Linked DNA regions of Mus musculus: region 1 is linked to region 2. A link is a contact called in public promoter capture Hi-C data. All regions are on one chromosome and are shown on one strand. The core of a region is the stretch at or near the end of the contact, and the rest is flanking DNA. Distances in the headings are between cores, read along the strand shown.

Evidence for each region. Promoter capture Hi-C pulls out the DNA fragments that hold promoters and counts their contacts.
Region 1: a promoter capture Hi-C map of liver shows a contact between it and region 2, with 2.1 times the contacts expected there. The contact joins the enhancer-like site here to the promoter of Lck in region 2. A contact is called at or near these places in 1 of 39 promoter capture datasets (liver), 1 of 484 Hi-C or Micro-C datasets (cortical neurons), 3 of 115 datasets of contacts at active chromatin or transcription factors (embryonic stem cells, memory CD8 T cells and pancreatic cancer cells) and 1 of 9 other capture datasets (pancreatic islet).

The regions. Positions count from the first base shown.
Region 1 is chr4:129,404,886-129,408,270 of GRCm38.p6, reverse strand. No RefSeq gene overlaps it. Among named protein-coding and RNA genes, the nearest start is that of C330020E22Rik, 24 kb to the right of the region's middle. Within about 2 kb of position 1,555, at least 130 of the 459 cell types and tissues checked have an H3K27ac peak or open chromatin away from gene starts, as enhancers often do. A contact at or near this core is called in embryonic stem cells, liver, memory CD8 T cells and 1 more, where this site is marked.
Region 2 is chr4:129,572,313-129,576,188 of GRCm38.p6, reverse strand. Lck (lymphocyte protein tyrosine kinase) reads left to right here and starts at 2,548. Exons shown (of 13, transcript NM_001162433.1): 1 at 2,548-2,674.

The DNA.
Region 1 (3,385 bases), core at 306-2,805, 170 kb after region 2:
AAAAAAAAAAACAAGACAAAAAAATGACTTGGGTTCTGTCCAGGAAAGACGTTTCCTCAGATGACAGGGCATCCCTTGGGTCAGGCAGCCAAGGTTTCGGGGCTCACCTGGGAATTAGGGCAGGATCAGTTTCATAGATCAAGAAAATCATGGCCTGGAGCTGGGGACATACCTCAGGGTGGAGCACTTGCCTCGCAGGCACAGGACCCCTGGTTCATCCCCAGCATCACCAGAAAAAAATGATGGGACAGAGAGGTGGCATTGCCAGCAGATAAAAGTATTTGCTATTCTTGCAGAGGACCCGGGTTTGATTCCTGACCCCTGTGTGGTAGCTTACAATCATCAGCGACTCCAGTCCCAGGGTATCCAATGCCTTCCTCTGGCCTCTGTAGGCACCAGGTACAATTCACCTGCATGGGCAAACACTCATATACAAAATAAAAAAAGAGTCCTGGCAGGAAGATGTTTGGGGACAATGTAGGTGATAAGGCTACCTAACTTAGGGTGGGATCCTGTGTCCTTGAAAGCCCTAGTAAGCCAGGCTCAGCCTCCTGTCTTTGATAAAACTGATGAAAAAATGCCAATAAACTGGGCAGTGGTGGCACACGCCTTTAATCCCAGCACTCCGGAGGTAGAGGCAGGCAGATTTCTGAGTTCGAGGCCAGCCTGGTCTATAAAATGGGTTCCAGGACAGCCAGGGCTATACAGAGAAACCCTGTCTCAAAAAACAAAACAAAAAAACCCAAAAAAGAAAAAAAAAACAAAAAAGCCAATAAATAGTGAAAAGCAGAAAATTTTAATTTATTCAATAAGGTCACACTGGGATGAGGTGCAAAGAGATAGGGTGGCTGTCCTAGGCCATCTTTCTGGTCCAAACATGGGAGGGGGTATAGTTTCAACTGAGGGCAATCTGTAGACATAATTATTCAGTCCTAGTCAAGGTGAGTTTCTTCCCATCACTGATCCATCACTGCTGGGTTCCAGTTAAAATGTCTTCCATTTTCATGGAGACAGGCCCCGGTTTGGTTGGCAGCAGGATCCAGCCTTTTCCATCTCCCCGTACGAGAAACCTGAGGGAGGAGGGATGGAACTCCAATTTCCAGGGCTTCTTAGTCCCAACAGTCCAGAGAGCCAGAATGAGAGACCCAAACTCCTTTTAGAATCTCCTCTTTCCCTTCAGGCGTTTGTGGACCATCAGGAGACGGTTAGTGACTAAGAGTTGTTTATTATTCAATTCCAAGTCGTTAGAGACAATCGCATGTGGAGGCTGCAAAGGGGACTGGGAGAGCAGGAACTCAATGCTGGTTTAATGTAGCCCAGGCTGGCCTTGAACTACTTGTTCAGTGGAGGGATAACCTTGAACTCTCGATTCTCTTCCAGTTGAGGGCTTTCAGGTATTGTTGAGATTACTGGTGGGCACCGCCACACCTAGTTAAATCGTGCATCAAAACGTTAAATTTTTATGAAGAGACACATCGATGTGTGTTACCTCAATGAAAAGAGAAGTGTAGTTACTGTTTCTGGACTCCAGGAGGACCTCTTGCGGGAGGATGCTCCCCTGGAGACACTGCAGGATAATGGCTGCGCTGTCGCCCAGCCTCCACCCGCCCGCCCGGGGAAAGGCGCCTGAGTCTCCTGGCAGCGACCACGGGGAGGCAGCGGGAATGGGCCGGGGCGTGCCCGCAGCAGGCGGGCGCCAGGACCGGGGGAGGGTCAGATCTGGGCGGTTGATTTATGGAGGATGTGCCGGTCTTGATTCGCTTCTGGCTATGCATCTAAGGCAGGACTATCGCGGAAGTCCTTCTTAGCGCTTGGTATCCAGAGGTCCAGGGTTTAAATCTGTCAGGTCTTATTACTGATAATGTTCACTTTTGTCTTAAATTAAGGTGGTGTCTGCCAGGATTCTTTGCTGGAAAGTTACCCCTGGCAATGGAAACGACGTTCGTACTTAAAATCACCATTTCTCTCCTTTGAAACTTGTTTTTAGGGTTTACTTATTTTACGTGTATGAATATTTTGCCTGTGGGCTTGTGCAACACATGTGCCCCTGGTGCCTGGGTCAGAAGAGAATGTCCGATCCCCTGGAGCTGGAGTTATGGATGGTTGGGAGTTGCTATGTGGGTGCTGGAAGTTGAACCCCAGTGCTCCAGAACAGCAAGGGCTCTAAACCACTAGGCCATCTTTCCAAACACTCTTGTTCTTTTTAAACATTTTAAACATAATATTTATTTTTAAATGCAGACTCCCCATTTCTGATTTTATTCCTGATTGTAATCTGTTGCTGTCATTCACATTTAATGCTCTGAGTCAGGCCAATGAAAGCCTCTTCAGGACAGCTGTCTGTGTTTCTAGTTGATGTGTCTCCACTGTTCTCTGGCTGCGTTCTTCCCTCTGATACAGGATGCTCTGGCCTCATCTTCTGTACTTCCCTACCCGGCTTAGGCTTAGAATCAGGTACTTCTCCGGAGAGCCCTGGTTCTGCTGAGTAAACAATGTGATATCTTGAGACAGGATCTTCCTTGGTTTGTATTTTGGGGTCTCCTGCCTCTGTCTATAAATGCTAGGATTATAGATAGGTACCACAAGGTCTACAGGGAGTGGGGATTTAGAACTCGATCTGAGCCCTGGGTGGTGTGCTGGTGCATACCTGTAATCCCACCACTGGGAGAATGGAGACAGGAAAATGTGGATGAACTCCTCTAAGTTGACTCCATCTTTAAAAAAAAAAAGGCCAGTCATGGTGAGTAGCGCATACCTTTAATCCCAGCACCTAAAGGCAGAGATAAGACAGTCCACATATTGAGTTGTGAGTTTCAGGCCAGCCAGGGCTAAAGAAGGGGTGAGGAAGAGGAGGAGGAGGAGGAGAAAAGGTAGATGGCCGGTGAGCTCATAGGTTTTGATTTGAGGCCCTCTCAGAAGACATTTCTTTCATACACCAATAGATAAATGAGTTATAAAACATATGGAAAATAATATAGAGTGATTATAGACTCATAATAGAAATAATAAGAAATATACAGTGATTAGATAGACTCCAGTTCCAATCAATGAAACAGAAGTTACTGTATTTTTCTCCTCTCTTCTATTTTCTCATGTATCTACACTAAAGATGAGTACTGACACGTTTGCTCTTTATTTTTGTAAAACATAACAGTATTAGGGTAAAATACAACCTTCAGAAAAATCTGAGATTTATTGTTATTTTTATTTTAATGTGAGTGTAGATGTACCATATGTGTGCCTGATACCCTTGGAAGCCGGAAGAGGCCATCGAATGCCTTAGATTTGGAGTCACGGGTCATTGTGAGCCACTCTGTAAGTCCTGGGAACTGAACGCTGGTCCTCTGGAAGATCAGTAGGTGCTCTTAACCACTGAGCCATTTCT
Region 2 (3,876 bases), core at 1,299-3,798:
TGATCTTGACGCCAGTCTGCTCTACAGAGCGAGTTCTAGGTCAGTAAGGACCACCTAGAAAGAGACCCTGTCTCCAAAAATCCAAAAATAAGCAAACAAACAAATTAAGAAAAAAACCCAGGGCCTGGTGAGATGGCTCAGTGGGTAAGAGCACCCGACTGCTCTTCCGAAGGTCAGGAGTTCAAATCCCAGCAACCACATGGTGGCTCACAACCATCTCGTAACGAGATCTGACTCCCTCTTCTGGAGTGTCTGAGGACAGCTACAGTGTACTTACATATAATAAATAAATAAATAAATAAATAAATAAATAAATAAATAAATAAATAAATAAATAAATGAAAAAAAAAAAAGAAAAAAGAAAAAAACCCAGCTAGTTGCTAATTCTTGCTCCACGGGCAGCTAGATATGCATTACTTTAGAACACACACTTTAGAATTCATGCACTGCTTGTCAGCACCGTGCCCCCCAGGCGGGTGCTGAAGCTGAGGTGAGCTGTAAAATGCTAAGGTTTCTAAGTGAGGACAGCAGGGCGGTATATCAGGTCTGGAGACACATCTGCCGGCTCTGTCATTCTCAGGGTTGGGTTGTTTTTTTTTTTTTCCTTCTGTGTGACTCTCAGCCTTTGTTTCTGTGTTTCTCTCTTTGTCTGACTTTCCAACTCAGACTTCCTCCCCCCCCCCCCCCCCGCCATTTCCTGTTCCCCCTTCCCTCTGCAGCTGAGGTGCACACAGCTTCAGCTCCTACCTCACAAACCCCAACAATGCTCTGTGGGCTCCCCTCCCCCTGCCTGCTCACTCAGCGTAGCTCAAGAGGTGACACATTTACACTTTCTTTCCAGTGAGGTCAGGACCCATTCTTGGCCCTGATAGGGGCCATTTGGGGTTCCTCACATCACTGGTGGCCTGGCCCTCTGCCTGTGAGGGACACAATCCTCATTTTTGCCTGCTGGCAGCTTGTTGTGGAGTTCTTAAACTCCTGCTGATGTCAGAATGTCTCTGCCCGCCACAGATACCTGTGCAGTATGCTTGCTCGGTCCTCTACCGGAGGCAACTCGTGGTTATGGCTATGCGCTCCATTAGGGGTGTGGCCTTGCCTCTACTTGAATTACCATTCTGCTGTGCTGTCCTGTCCCCTGCCTGTTATTCTATCTATCTATCTATCTATCTATCTATCTATCTATCTATCTATCTATCTATTATCTATCTACTATCTATCTATATCTACTATCTATCTATCTATCGATCTATCTATCTATCTATCTATCTATCTTCTATCTGTCTCTATCATCTATGTATCTATCTATGTATCTCTGTATGTATCTATGTTTGTATGTATCTATCTACCTATGTATCTATGTATCTATCTATGTATCTATGTATCTATCTCTATCATCTATGTATCTATGTATCTCTGTATGCATATATGTGTGTATGTATGTATGTGTGTATGTATGTATGTGTGTATGTGTGTATGTATGTATGTATGTGTGTATCTACCTATCTATCCATCTACCTATCATCTATCTATCTATCTATCTATCTATCTATCTATCTATCTATCTATCTATCTATCGAAACAGGGTCTCTTTATGTAGCTCTGGCTGTCCTGGAACTTACTGCATAAGTTAGTCTGGCCTGAAACTTGCAGAGATCTGCCAGCCTCTGCCTCCGGAATGCTGGGATTAAAGCCTTATGCCACCATGCCCCAGCCTGTCACTAGGGCCTTAAGACATGAGGTTTTCTTGTCTTCCTCCTGAAACAGACTGTCAACAGTCGATCCTTAGGCACAGGATGACATGGATACGGCTCTGCCAGTGAATGTGGCTGCTGTTTTTACTATAGTACATATAACCTTGTCACCAACTATCTAACAGAGATAGATGCTGTCCAGGTTCAACTCTGAACAAGAGATGCCTTTGGCTGTCCGGCTAAATTAAAGGCCACCCAGTTCTTACATAGCACGGCTGGAGTTGAGTGCAGCGCCATTTCCTTCCCTGTGAGCTAAACTGTAGCTGCTGTGTTCTGCTCACGGGGGCAAAGGCTCTCTTCTCTTACCCAGGAGTATCTTGGAGGGTAGGAGGAGTGCTCCATCAAACAGCCTTCCCCACCATGTTTAGTGACCTTCAAGGGGAGGAAGAGGCAAGTGAATCTCTGTGAGTTCAAGGCAACATAGCAAATTCCATAACAGTCAGGGCAACACGGTGAGTCCCTGCGTTAAAAAAAAATCCTCTCATTGGTTGATGACGACGACGACGATGATGATGATGATTGGACTTGAGGGGTCTAGGCTGGTCTGGAACTCTGTATGTAGCCATTCCTGTCTTCACCTCCAGAACGCTGGGAATATGGACCTATGCCATCACACACAGCCTTCCTCCCTAAGTGCCTCCCTCAGTATGAGTAGAAGCTGGCCTAGAGATGTATGGGACCCAAGAGGCTGAGGGGGTCTAGGTCTATGGCAGCAGGAAGCCTGAGGTGCTGGAGGCTTGTGGTTGGGTTGCTGGGGCTGGGTTGGCTGCAGAGCCCTCAGGAGACAGGAAGTCAGGGTGGAACGTGGGCGCGAGGAGACAGGTGGTGACTACGACGGCGAGGGGAGCTGACACCGGGTCCAGGCAGCCAAGCCAGGCTAGGAGCATCATGTGAATAGGCCAGAAGGCTCCCAGGCTGGGCAGGTAAGGGGTACTGGGAACAACAGTGTAGAAGGGGGCAATGGTGGGAACCAGACAGCAGAACACTGCGTCTGTGGAGGCCTAGGCTCCTTAGGTGTACAGAAACCTTTCAGAAATGCCTTCCTGGAGGTTGTCTGAGCTGGTGGCTCTTGCCTCTGCCATCTGCTGTCCATCATTTCCCACCTTAGGAGGAGCACACTCCTGGGAGAGCCAGCACATGATGTCAAGTGTTAAGAAGGCCACCAGCAGCCACCTGTCCAGTTCCTTGAGCTCAGAGGATGAGGTTTCTGAGGTCCAAAGGTGGCTGTGACCCTGTCTTAACCCATACCTCCTCACGATGGTCCGCGGCAAAGCAGGACCTTGCGTGGGGGTGTAGGCTTGACCTGGGCTCCTTCTATGCCTGTGGCACACAGGGTGATGAGATGGACCGTCCTGAGGGCAGGGCCCCAGGAATCAGTCCCCAGGTCCCTAAGGCAGACCCAAGTGGCAGAAACAGATGAAAGAGTAACCCATGGGATCCAGGTGGACATATGAGAATCGACGGCAGCCTTAGCAACCAGCATCCTGAAACACAGAGGAGTCAGTAAGGAAGCAGATAGATATGTGTAGGGCGTTTATCCAGAATGGATGTGTGTTCCCCGGGGAAGTTGGTAGTGAACGAGATGGGAGAAGGGAAGAGGAAAGACTATTTTTATCCTGAACTGGGTATAGCTGGAGCAGGGCAAGAACTTCTGAACTTCCCTCTGGAAAGTCACCGCTCCTGTCCTGCCAAGTGTCAGGACAGGATGTTCTTGCCTTTGCCCTTGTCCCCATCCTGTCTTAACTCAGCTGTATTTGTGTGTTCATGTCGGCCTTCATGATTCTTCCTTCAGACCCTAAAGGATAGAGGCCCAGAATCTTGTCACCAGCCACCACCCATTCGTTCAGTCAAACTCTAAACTCTGGAGGACGGTCTCTTCCTCCACTGACTGTCCAGGTTTCCCTTGCCTCACCGTAGATGTTTATGTCACAGATTTTCCATCTTGTCAGCATATGCTGGCCTCTTCCAAGACCTTGCCTCCTTACAGGGGCAGGAAACACACTGGCTCTTCCGGTGTTTCATCTGTCCTTGAACTGCAGTCCTCTAGGCTGGCCCTGTGCTGACTGGGAGAGGAATCCAACAGGGTTGCTTGTTCTTGGAGCTCAGGATGGTGGCTCTTCTCAAA